3 separate regions of the Mus musculus genome follow, and regions 1 and 2 are each linked to region 3. The links are chromatin contacts, called in public Hi-C and HiCAR-type maps. All regions are on one chromosome and are shown on one strand. Each heading gives the region's core, a stretch centred on a gene start, on an enhancer-like site or on the middle of the called end of the contact. The rest is flanking DNA. Distances are from core to core; before and after follow the strand shown. Region 1 has its middle 59 kb from the start of Gm25094. Region 2 has its middle 140 kb from the start of Gm23035. Region 3 overlaps Adamts9 (a disintegrin-like and metallopeptidase (reprolysin type) with thrombospondin type 1 motif, 9).

Region 1 (4,100 bases), core at 1,303-3,802, 550 kb after region 3:
AAAAAGTTACAAGACAAAAAAAAAAATGAGTCATGAAAAGAATGGCTTTTGGAGCTGAAGCAATGTAGATGCATGAAAATAACTCTTATAACATTTATTTTAAAAATAATTTTTAGATCAGGAAAACAATAATCTTTTTAAAGAAACCCTTCCTGCCTCTTTTGCTCTTTTTTGGTGCATATTTGATTTGAACTCAACATTAGGAATTTAGAGACAACATTTTTTTTTAATTTAACGTAACCACAGCCTTTGGTGTCCCGTTGACTGGATGCTGCCCTGTTTGACTTGAACATATTGCCATGTGGCTAATTTTAGAGCAATTTCTGATTTTAAAATACCTGTTCTCTCCAAAGTGGCATTTAGATTATAGTAAGAGAATTTTAAAACACACAGAGAGAGAGAGAGAGAGACGAGACAGAGACAGAGACAGAGACAGAGACAGAGACAGAGACAGACAGACAGAGAGACACACACTGTTTTGAACAAGTTTAGCACATTTCTTATCAGTGTGTTTGTGTGTGTGTGTACACACACATATGCTGTGTTTTAAAAAAATATTATCTATAATTGCTGGTGTGGCTATCATTGAAGTCTTCCACATAAGAGAGGGGTGGGGATTTGCTGATTTGAATATGCTTTTGAAATACTTTTAAAATACTTTTAAAAAAAGCTGCCCCGCTTGAAGAGTTTACAGGCTCTGTAGGAACAGTGAAGGTGGGAAGTCATGTCAGGTTGAGGGCTGCTGTCAAAGTTTCCCTAGGTGAGCTGCCCCAGACCTGGGCATCGCATCCTTTTGTCTACCTTTCAGTTCTCGGCCCCTGCTCCACTGTCAGCACATTTTCTGGCTTGGAGTGTTGGTCTCTAAACTCTAATTACAGTTAATGCGCTAATCCCAAGCACTGATCCCTTGGCTGCCAAATCCACTAAAGAAATTGGCCAAACACCAGGACCAGGGAGTCTAAAGGGAAAATAAAATGCTGAGAGGTGCAGGGTGCTGTCAACTTTCTGCTTAAATGGTTTTACGGGACTCGGGATTAAGGTCAAAACTCTTAGGACAAATTTCCTAGTCCCTTACCAAAAGATGGCTCCCTAGCTCCCTTGCTCCTGAAGTCCATGTTCTTGCCGACTTGACTATCCCACCAATCTAGCAGTCTTGTCACTGTAGGTCTTGTGGTTAGGCCCAAACTATGTGTGTTGTTTTGTAAAAAAGATAAGGAGAGAGGGAATGTGTTTGGTGGATGTGCAGTCAGGTGTGGGGGGAGGGGTGCCTCTGCAGGCCCATGCTAAGGCATCCCTTCCTCCTGAGGGACCAGCCACAGTAGAATAGAGTTTATTCAGACCATGGGAGCAAAGTTGAGGAGTAGAGGCAGAGAAAGGCGGAGAGAGAAAGAGAGTAGAGGAGTAGAGGCCGGCCATGAGCACGTGGAGTGAGGGGGGGGCAGGGGAATGGGAAGAGAGGGGGAGGAGGATAAGGGAGAAAGAGCAGAAGAGCAAGAGAGAGAGGAGGGGGCGAGCAGCCCCTTTTATAGTGAGTCAGGCACACCTGTCTGTTGCCAGGTAACTGTGGGGCGGAGCCTAGACTAAATGCCAACAATGTGGATTTGCTCACCACCATTCTAACTCTATCCTCCAAGTAATATGGTCAGTGTCCTTGCCTTCAAGAAACTCACCCCAAGCAATGCAGCTAGGGAGTCTGCTCCCTCCATTATGAGCCCATGGAAGCCCCAGCTCTTCCATGAGAACATACCTCACAATTACAGTTACATTGCAATTTCACAATCATTCTTTACTACTGCTTCTCCTTGGCTTTGAGTACTGTATTTCAAGTTCTGAGCATCTGGCACACACAAACTCAGTATTTTTTAGCCAAATGCATAAATAAGATGAAGAAGAGCTAGGAGTTACGTAAGCTACCTTTATGACTTTGTGTGTAAGGGTCTCTTCTACCAAGCTAGCTCTTGCTGCTAAGTTGGTGTGCTCCCCCTCAGACCCCCTCACTCTTCATTATATGATCTCCAAGTGGAAAATTCATGTCATATGAAAATTTCTCAAAGTCAAGTGACTTAGAGAAGAACAAGAGAACGTTGGAGAGACAGGAGATGAGAGCAAAAGAAGGAAGCAGTAGAAAAGAAAGGGAAAGAGGGGTTAGCCATTTGGGAGAAAAGGAAAAGAGATGCAGAAGAGGCATGGTTTCCGAGGACTTGAAAGTACTCTGGTTTCCATGATTTTTCGGGCATTCTCAAGTCAGAATGATGAAACCCAAGAGAAAAGTCCCTGATTAAAACCTTCCTTTGGAAGAAGGAAAAGCTTATGTAATTTTTCTGGAGTGAATATCAAAAACCGTGGCATGCTAACAGCACGTTATAAATAGTACTGATTATAAATTGTTTTTACAAAGATGAACAGAGCACAAGAATTCTTGCTGGCAATTCTCAAACTAGTAATAATTTTGATTTCAAACTAATTATCTGGGGGGTGGAGGGGATAGAGTGCTCCAGAGGACATTTAAAATCGTTAGAAACCAGTGTACTACCACTGCTCTAACAACCCCTGTGATGTCACTTGCTTTGAACAATATGAAGACCAGCTGTAAGCAATAGAGAATGAAGGCTAATGACTAACCGTTCGCATGCAAACCCCCAGCCTGTTGAGGAGGACTTCTTGGGCAGCACCAGATTGTTAAGCTAAATTATTAGCTTATTTTAATTGCAAGTGTGAAAAGACGGCATTATGCAGGGTGGCACTCAGCCAAGGGCTTCGAAGCTGAGAGAACTTCAACTCAGGGAACTGCACAGTGCCAAAGCTTTGAAGTACACTTTGCAGATAAGGTGACGGTGAATCCTCTGTAGTTTCAGGAGCTACATTCAAAACCTACTTAGCTATATTCAGAAAGCGTCCACATTGGGAACATTTGAATTATGCTTGGGCTCTTTTTTTTAATATGTCAGTTATTGAAGATAATATATTTTTTTCAATATCCCTTTCTGACAGAAGATGAGTATCATTAATGTTTCAACCTCCTGACTTGTGTTGTTGTTTCCTGGGTTCTATCCGCACTACATCGACAATCTTAAAATGTGGGCTCTCTCCTTAGCAAATGCTTCATTCACTCTAGAGAGAGGAAGTCCGACCAGTCTGCCTTGACAGAATCTCTAGGCCAAGCCCAGTAAGTTTTCTGACCTAATTAAGATATTTTGCCAAAACAGGCAAAAGCCAGACTCTGTGAAACAGCAGAAGATTTCAATGAACTGGAGTCAGGCAGGATTCTGAACGTGAGCACATTGAACCCTGGCTCACAAAGAACAATTCCGCAAAGAGGAGCTGGTTCATAAATCAACCCAGAGTCTCCGTTCCTCGGCCTCGGCCTCATGTGCAGTCTGGCACCTAATCCCCTTGCTTTCCTTCTAAGATACACTGCATATCAGCACATTTCTAAGATTCAAACTCCTACAGTGGTTTCTGCCCTTGATTTCTTTAACGCCATCTTACAGGCCCTTCTGTAACACACTCAATAGTCACGGCTTGCTCTGTCTGGTCCAGGGTTTAGAATAGGAATACAAGAGGATGAAGATGACAGCGGACAGGCCTCACCTCCTCCACTCCTGCAGCTCAGAAGCGAAAAGAGAACAATACTTAATTGTCTAGTAAACAAGTGAACAATGAAAAATAATAAACAACATAAACCAGGAACGAATTACAGCTGCTAGCCACTCACAACCTATCTGTGGAGACTCCTCCAGGGGAAGGCAGGAGGACCACTGCCCACTCCTATCCTGGACTGCAGCCAGCTCTATGCTAACACGTTAGCAAAGTGCATTTTACAATTATTAATCTTAGTCCTCCTACCTTCGGTGAAATAAATGAATCTAAATGTTTTCTAGAAAAATGAGAGATGGTAAATGATTCTCTCAATTTTCTTTCAATGAAAATTTCCTGAATCCAAAAGGGTAGAAGCCAAATGGCAGCCAACACTCTGCCTTTCGTAAGAGAAATAATAGTGTAACCATGACAGGCTCTCTACTCTCCTTCCTACCTTCCCATTGAGCCAAGGGAAGCCACTGTTACCCTATCAAGAATCTGAGATGCCTGTGGTTGCTTCC
Region 2 (4,036 bases), core at 752-3,251, 810 kb after region 3:
GACAAGAAAGATCTATGAAAAATCAATGCATAGAGACCTAACAAGCAAACAGGCACCTCATGCAATTGCATCTAAGCGGGGAACTTGGAGAAACAGTGAGGCTGTGTACCCAGGACTTGCCACGGTAGTTAAGGCTGTTGAGTTGGTATTTAATTCCCCAGAAGTGCCAGTTTGCTACTTAATGGAAAGAGCTGGTTCCATTGCTCATTGAAAGCCCATGGGCACAAAAATTCAGCTTCCAGCTAGGCTAGCACAATCTCTGTTGGTGTGCTATGAAGCAGTACATGCTGGGGACAGCTAGGGACTATGGGGAAGGAACCACACAGCAACACTGGTAGCAAAAGCCAACCTACTTTGTAATGGTCACATTGGGCTAGGGGGGTGTCTCAGCCTGTAAGTGCCTGCTGCAGAAGAGTTCGGGTCTAAGCTTTGATCACCAGCACCCCTATAAAATGTAGAGCAGAATACAAAGCTATAATCCCTGTGCTAGAGACGTGAGCCCTTGCAGCCAGCCAGCTTCCCCAAAGTGGCAACCTCCAGGTTCAGGGAGGGACTGTCTCAAAAAATTACGGTGGAAAACAATTGAGGAAGCACCTGTATGTTTGCACCGACATGCACACACACACTCATAACTATCAACCTATACAACACACCCAATCATATCAGGAGAACACAAGTCGGAAGCAATGGTACCAGTGAAAATCCTAGTATACCAATCCCAGGTCTGACGTGCTGGGGAAGATGAGGAGGATGGGTTTAAGCAAGCAGGAACTGTAAGAGAGGTCTTTAGGAAATGCAGATAGAAATCAGCAAGAACGACTCTGGGAAGACATGGTTTCTGCTTTCCCTGAATGGTTAGAAGTTTGTTGGAAAAGATCAGGTATCCCAATCTAAGTAGAAGACTCATGCTGATACACGGTTTTCTTAGACTGCCCCCAGTACTTGGGCTCTGCCAGGGAGCCCTTCTGAAACGTCCTTCAGGGCTGTGCAATCTAGAGTATATTCTGCATTGTTCCTCGTTAATGAGTGGCCTTTACAGGTCCAAGTGCAGAATCAGCTCAGTGTTTCATGAGGATATTTTGGGAAATAACGGAACCTGGATCATCAAAGGATGGAGTGTAGGATTCAGTGTTGTTACTGTAAAATCCTCAAAGACCCAGGTGATGAGAAAAGACCAAGGCATCAGTATGAGCCGAGAAAAGATGTGTAAAGTGGCCCATCCTCACAGGGCAGGAATCAAAGAGACAGGGGAGAAGGTGTGTCAGAGAAAGCTAAGGCTTGTTCCTGGGCTCACAGGAAAGCCTTTCCAACTAAGGGGAAACTCAGAGAAGTCATGTTTTCCTTAGCAGGGGTTGCCAGATGTGACACAGCAGGTATTTTGGGTAAATAGCCAATACTTTTTTTTTTTTTTTTTTTTTTTTTTTTTAGTATGCATCCTATGAGAAACATGAGTATGACTGGACCCTCTGCGTTTTCACTTGCTAAATTTGGACGTTCAGGGTCCGGGGGAAACTAGAAACAGAGATACAGGCCTCATGTGGAGGGAGGAGTTTATAAGCTGTCACCCAAGAACGCACAGGACATGACTCATGTGTCTGGGTCTCACGTCTGACTGCACTTTAGAATCGCCCAGAGAGCTTTGAAAAAATAAAGTGAAAAACGTCCTGATTATCAGCACTGCTGAGCTAATTCATCTATCGAGCAGTCTAGGACATTTAAAGGCTCCCACGGTGATTCTAATCCCCCACAAAGTTTAGGAACTACTGATCTAAGCCGGAGAAAGAGATGAAGTCACTGATAGAGGTTGAAAAGAATGCCCAAGTTGAGTCCCTGCAGAGCAACTAGTGCTTCCAAGGTACACAGGGACAAGGAGACAGCAAGGGGAACAGAGAGTGATGGTTTGGGCTTCACAAACAATCCACCCAAACCAAAGGGAGCCAGGGAAGGACTCACCCAGGGCAGCCCCAAGAGAAAGAAGAATGCAGTACTAGGCAGCTGCTGGTAGGTGGCGCTAGTGGGTTCATGGTCAAGGAGTCTGCGTGGAAGCCAGTTTTCAAGCGCTGGGAAACATCCCCTTTATCTGAAAAGAGACAAGTGTGCTATCTTCCCTATTCAACTCCTTTGGGGATGAAAGCCAAGTGGGAAAAGGGGGATGCACAGGTTTGTCCTGGCTTGAGATGCTGAAATACTACAGCACTAACTTTGAAACAACTGGGGGATGATTCTCATTTCCCAGCTTGGTGACCGTAATCAACAGAGTAACCTCAAGGACTCGTCCATGCTGCTATACGTCAACTGGACAAAACCATACCTATCTTAACAGGTGTTGGAGGATGAGATAGGTTCCAAGCACAGTACCTGACACACAGTGGCAAAAATTGCTTTTTGCCCAAATCAAAAGGAGCTTGCAAGTGCAGCAGATAGTGGCTATAAAAATTAAGGCTATAAGGAAAAGGAAATTTTCAATTCCAACACTTACACAGCTGCCACAGGCACCCATAACTCTAGTTCCAGGGCATTTGATGTCTTCTTCTGGCCTCTGTGGTCACCAGGCATGCACATGGTACAGTTGCATACAGTTTTCTTTAAGGGGGATGCCATTGGGAGTCTGACCATGCTCCAATGGTCAACACATATTGACTTTTGACTTGTCTTCTTTGTCTTCATTGTCATTTCCCTCCCCCTCCCCCTCCCCCTCCCCCTCCCCCTCCCCCTCCCCCTCCCCCTCCTTCTCCTTCTCCTTCTCCTTCTTCTTCTTCTTCTTCTTCTGGATTGAGGTCACAAGGGAGGACTGTGAGGACTGAGAAGTGAATGTGATCTGGGTTCATAATGTAAAATTCCCAAATAATAAAAAATATTGTGTAAAAATTAAAAATTACAAATGACAATAAGTGCAATGCAAATGATAAAAAGAAGAAAAAGAAGATTTACCTGAGCTCACACCTACTTGAATGCCTCCTCCCTGTGGACTAAGCTTTTATGGCAGGCAGGCACCATAAGGAGGTGGCAACCAGCCATCCTAGCCACCTATGGCACCTGTGAATCCCAGTCACATAGACAGACACATAAAATAAAAATAAATTTGTTGCCGTTGCTTTTAAAAAATTAAATAAGTAAATATTTTTTATTTTGTACTGGAATATTTCTTTATTTACATTTCAAACATAATCCCCTTTCCCGGTCCCCCGCTTCCTGGAGGAATATACTTTTTGTTTTTGTTTTTGTTTTTGTTTTTGTTTTTGTTTTGTTTTGTCTGTTTGTTTTTCGAGACAGGGTTTCTCTGTATAGCCCTGGCTGTTCTGGAACTCACTTTGTAGACCAGACTGGCCTCAAACTCAAAAATCCGCCTGCCTCTGTCTCCCGAGTGCTGGGATTAAAGGCGTGTGCCACCGACCAGCTAGGAATATATTTTTTAAAGGTCAAGTCTGCATAGGGGCTGGAGAGTTGGCTCCATGGTTACGAGCATGCGCTGCTCTTGCAGAGGACCTGAGTTCAATTCTCAGCACATTGGAGAGCTCACGACTATGTGTAACAACAGCTGCAGGGGAATCTCATGCCTATGACCTCTAAGGACACCTGCATTCATACACATCCTTCCCATATAGAGAATTAAAACGTCTGCACGGAAGCTAAAACATCGTGAATGTAAGTTACATGTGTGTGTGTGTGTGTGTGTGTTTTTCTCTCTCTCATGGGAGGGTTTTGAGCGGTCGGTCCCTGACCAGGCTCTGCTCTTTGTAAGAGGGAAAAGGGAAGAGTAGGAGCTGATCAATAATTACAAATGAGCGAACAGGCCGGGGGTTGGGGGTGGGGGCGGTCCTGGTTCACTTACCGCACTTCAGAAGTCTTCCGTCACTACAAAAGGCTTTTAACTTCCCTTGGAGTGTTTTTCTCATCATACAAGGAGACTCTTCAGCTAGCAGTCTTCAATAAGGCTCCTGATTTTTGGCTGTTGGCCACTGCCTACTCCAATTCGCTTGCTCCCAGGGAACTGCTCAAGCAAGTGAGGGGTCGGGCCTCGAGGTAATAGTGTCTA
Region 3 (4,360 bases), core at 1,828-4,327:
AAGCCTTGTAAAAGTGGCCTCTCTCTTGAGACAGAAGAATTGGAATCAAAGTCAAACAAGCAATTAGCTTTATGAGATTACATAGGCAGTGAAGCTAGCTTTAAAATCCATAATCTGTATAGGCCAAAGCAAAGAAATTTTAATCTCCTTTCTTCCTCTCATAGTTTAGATGACTGTATGCAGCCCCAAGAAGAACAGCAATATTAAATATACTCTTCAGTTCAAACAATAAGCAGCTTATACTTAAAATTTTAAGCTATTAAATTATCAATAGGAGATATACTGGGAGAATGCAAAGAAGAGAAGAGAAACCAGCATATATATGTATGTACATACACACAGACACACACACACATATATGTGTATATTCATACATATATATGTATATGTATACATATACATATATACTTATATACAAGAAAATATATCCCCAACGTTATATTTTATAACTCACTATGAATATATTTTTCCACTTTCCTAAACAATTTATTTTAGAAAAATATGGGATAATCTAAGGATTAAAACCTAGAGAAGGAAAACACAGATTTATTTTCTTCATCAAACCACAAGACTATGTAATAAGGAGGCTTGTAAGGTTCTCACAGGGGCCTAACCAGTGACGTTAGAACTAGTGACATACTACCTTTGAGAGTGTGAATGGACTTGGAACAGTTAGCTCTGGCTAAGCGAGCATGCCACGGGCTCGAGAAGTAACATGTCATGAACAGTAGTATGTGGCAGTGACAGAGAAGTTGGGGCTTTCAAAGGACATCTGCCTGTCTTAAGTTTATCTCAAGCTCTGTCAAGCATACACCTGGAAAAGGTTCCAGTGTTGTAAACAAAATATCCTTAGAGAATCATACATGGGACATTGTAACTTTTCTTAAACTCCGGAATAAAATCCCACAGCCCAGCTAAGGAGCACAGTCTAGCTCTTGCTTCCACTTCTAGCTCAGTTGAACACAGAGCCTTGCAACTAGGTTATAAGCAATCCCTGCAGATGCAGCCACAGATGCTGAAACCCCTGACTTGTAGAAGCATCAATGAGTGCCACTCACCCTACTTCAGTTAATCTGCTCTTTATCTGGCACTAGGAATGAGTAGGAGTTTCCCAGGACCCCACTGAATAAAAAGGGCTTCTGGAAATAGCTTTATAGAATGGCTGATTTCAGCTTCACTGCAATTAATGTGCTTATAGAATATTTACTGTACTTAGACACATCAGACCTACCTGATCCATAATTTATGCCACCGCTTACCCAAGGTATTGTGTTGACATGGTTAATCCTCCTGTTTGCTTAGAACTGCCCCAGAAGTTTGTATAGCATTTACAGTGGCAAACCTGCCTCACCATGTCAACTACTGGCTAGGAGCAAAGTTAAAAACTGGTTTCAGATGGACTTTCTGTCTAGGGGCAGGGAAGAGACTCCAGGTACCTTGAAAGATATTGGGTCACTGATTATTACACTGAATAATAATAATAAAACAAAAAATCTCCTGTATTTCCAAAATGACTAGTCTATTGGTGGGTATAGATTTCCTGTTGATTGTGCTAAGGTATAGTCAAGTTTCACAAAAGCAAATGATAGTCACTGAAGAGAAAAAATGTCTGGCCCTCAACAAGTAGGAACCTTATTCTAATAGTCAGAACTACCACAACTTAGAAAGTGAAGATTGGCTGCTACTAGCTGTTTCTATAAATCATTAGCAATATGCACACACACAGCTCTTCTAGGCCCAGGAAGATACTTCTTGGTGCCATGCCTGCATGAGGTATATGTTTTCTATAAAGTCATTTTGACAGTGCCATCCAGTGTCAATTCTACTGTGTTATACTAGGGAGATTGTAATAGGATGCTCACAGCACAGTATCTAGTGTGCCTTCGTGGGCGTGACAGTTCTCCGATATGAAGGCATGCCCCAGAACACTTCTAACAATCGTCTCAGAGCTTGGGGAACAAACATGAAGCATTAGGTCCGTACCGAGCTCCATGGGCCAGTACTCCATGCAGCATCTTGTGGACAAGCATGTGTGTTGCACTGCTCACGGTCAGTAGGTTTGTCCAGGACTTCACAACTCAAGTCTGGGAATCGGTCACCGTTGGCCCGCTGACAGACCACCAGTCTTGTCCGCATGCCTCCACCACACAGCTTGGTACACTGGAAGAGGGACAAAGAATGCTACAGTTATTTTGTGTGAACAGCACATGACAAATTCTATCTCCACACAGGAAACTTTTCTTGGCTATACTTTATTATAGCATTGGGGCAGCCTCAGTCTGACAGGCAGAGCCAAGGCAAATTGCCAGCGATGATACAGCCAATGGACCATGGTTTTTCCTGTGAACATTAGGTATCCCTCAGTGAAGGCTTCCTTTCCATCTATAATAAGGACTTTTATATAGTTTATCTTATGAGTTTGAGAACTGCTTATATATATATATGTAAAATGAAGGTTGGGAAGTTAATCTCAATCTATTAACCAGTAGCTAAGATAAAATTCTTTGAGGTATACAAAACTCACGTAAATAAATAAGTAACTAGAAGCTACTCAGTATCAAATAAAGCAATAATGGCTTGGCCAGTTTTATTTTATTTGATGGCAGTTGATAATTTCTTTCTTTGGTTTTTATTTAGAGACAGAGTTTTACCAGATAGTCCAGGCTGGTCTAGAACTCACTGTAATCCAGACTGGCCCCTTGCCTCAGCCTCCTGTGTGTTGAGATTATAGACGTGAGCAACCAGGCCCAAGTTCAAATTTTATTTTTAAATGTTGCTGGGGATTTAATCTAAGGACTGAGTTTTACATCATCCCACACGTTCCAGAACTTCTATGAAACTGCCATGGACGAGCCTTTGCTGATTCTCTTATTCCAATTCTGATGCTCAACTGTTTAACTCTATTTCAAACCTCAGGACAGGTTCAGTTTTTCCCCAGGATGAGCCATCAGCCTGGCAGCAGTGAATGCTAGCTGAAGTTCCCACTGCTGGCAGGACTCACAGTTGTGAGACAGGAACAAGTTGTATTTCTTGGACAGCGCTGCTGTGCTCATATCCAGGAACACAGACATTCAGTTTCCCTGCTGCGTCAAGGCCAGCTCTCCCACAACATTTGGAAGGGTCAGCCCATGATAATGAAAGCCTTGCAGTGAAGGCGTAGACTCATCTGGCTCGGATCCAACTACAGAAGCCTAATTATGGATCCCACAGGACAAAACTGCACAAAGAGCTGGGAAGACTCACATCAAACCTTCCTCCCTCCTCCCCCCTCCTGCCTCCCTCGCTCCCTTCCTCCCTCCCTCTCTCCCTCCTTCAGCAGTACTTCCCAGAATGATATCAGTGAGAGGCAACAAAAATCCCCGGAACATTGCCTGTGACTTCTAGGTTATGTGTATGAGCTGATGAGACACAAGACTGTGGACAAGTGGCCCCATTATTCCCTTTGTCTTTTTCCTTTCTCCTAGTGCTGGGGTCTCCCAGGTGTTAATTGTTAGGCTTTAATTGGTAAACAGTTACGACAGAACAACTCAATGAACTTTAAGTATGTGCTTTTCTTACAGATTCAACAATAGAGAAAGGTTTTGATTAACTTAAACATGTATATATAAGTCCTACTACACAATATAACAGGAGCTCAAAACTCCCAACAAACTACTACTAATACATATCATTCTTACTATTAATAAAGTAAGTTATTGTTGCATTATTACAGTATCACTTGATTGATTGATTGAAGGCTACATGTTAAGCATTTAGTAGATGCTGTCTCATATAATAGTCATAAGTATTATGCAGGTGGTACTATTACTATTCCAGTTTATGGATAATGATGTGAAAATCGGGCAACGTTATTACTTGTTACTATCACAAAACCATCATAGCTAGGTCCAGCCCAATTCTACACATCCAGAATCAGGTTCTATCAAACTGTCTGGTCCTTTCCTCCTCGCACTCTCCTTAACTCCCCAGCTGTAAACAAAGTTCCACAACTCGTGCTGGAAAAGTCTGGCACCCCAGCTGTGCGACCTTCAACCTCCAGGCATATAGAGAAAGAAATCATAGACACATTCCCATTCACAATCGCCTCAAAGAAAAGAAAATATCTAGGCATAACTCAATCAATGAAAACTCTAAGTCTCTGAAGGAGAAATGGAAACCACCCAAGTACCCTTCAACTGACGAGAGATGAAATGAAAACATGGCACATATACAACAGGAAACATCATTCATCCGGAGAGGAAAGTCAAATTGTGAACATTTCAGGGGGATAGGACAGAACTAGAAAAGAACATACTGAATGAAGTAGCCCAGACCCAGACAGACAAATGTCACTTGTTCTCAGTCTAATCTGAGTTTCCTA

Evidence for each region. Hi-C and Micro-C count contacts between places; a contact is called where the count stands out from the background. HiCAR-type assays count read pairs that join an accessible place to other places.
Region 1: a Hi-C map of uterus shows a contact between it and region 3, with 2.4 times the contacts expected there. The contact joins two enhancer-like sites. A contact is called at or near these places in 1 of 484 Hi-C or Micro-C datasets (uterus), 1 of 115 datasets of contacts at active chromatin or transcription factors (embryonic stem cells) and 1 of 9 other capture datasets (embryonic stem cells).
Region 2: a HiCAR-type map of fibro-adipogenic progenitors shows a contact between it and region 3, with 5 times the contacts expected there. The contact joins two enhancer-like sites. A contact is called at or near these places in 3 of 115 datasets of contacts at active chromatin or transcription factors (embryonic stem cells and fibro-adipogenic progenitors) and 1 of 9 other capture datasets (embryonic stem cells).

What each region holds. Positions count from the first base shown.
Region 1 is chr6:93,392,844-93,396,943 of GRCm38.p6, forward strand. No RefSeq gene overlaps it. Among named protein-coding and RNA genes, the nearest start is that of Gm25094, 59 kb to the left of the region's middle. Within about 2 kb of position 2,553, at least 26 of the 459 cell types and tissues checked have an H3K27ac peak or open chromatin away from gene starts, as enhancers often do. A contact at or near this core is called in uterus, where this site is marked.
Region 2 is chr6:93,655,785-93,659,820 of GRCm38.p6, forward strand. No RefSeq gene overlaps it. Among named protein-coding and RNA genes, the nearest start is that of Gm23035, 140 kb to the right of the region's middle. Within about 2 kb of position 2,002, at least 50 of the 459 cell types and tissues checked have an H3K27ac peak or open chromatin away from gene starts, as enhancers often do. A contact at or near this core is called in fibro-adipogenic progenitors, where this site is marked.
Region 3 is chr6:92,847,309-92,851,668 of GRCm38.p6, forward strand. It overlaps Adamts9 (a disintegrin-like and metallopeptidase (reprolysin type) with thrombospondin type 1 motif, 9), which reads right to left. Exons shown (of 40, transcript NM_175314.4): 28 at 1,984-2,160. Among named protein-coding and RNA genes, the nearest start is that of Gm15737, 20 kb to the right of the region's middle. Within about 2 kb of position 3,078, at least 89 of the 459 cell types and tissues checked have an H3K27ac peak or open chromatin away from gene starts, as enhancers often do. A contact at or near this core is called in fibro-adipogenic progenitors and uterus, where this site is marked.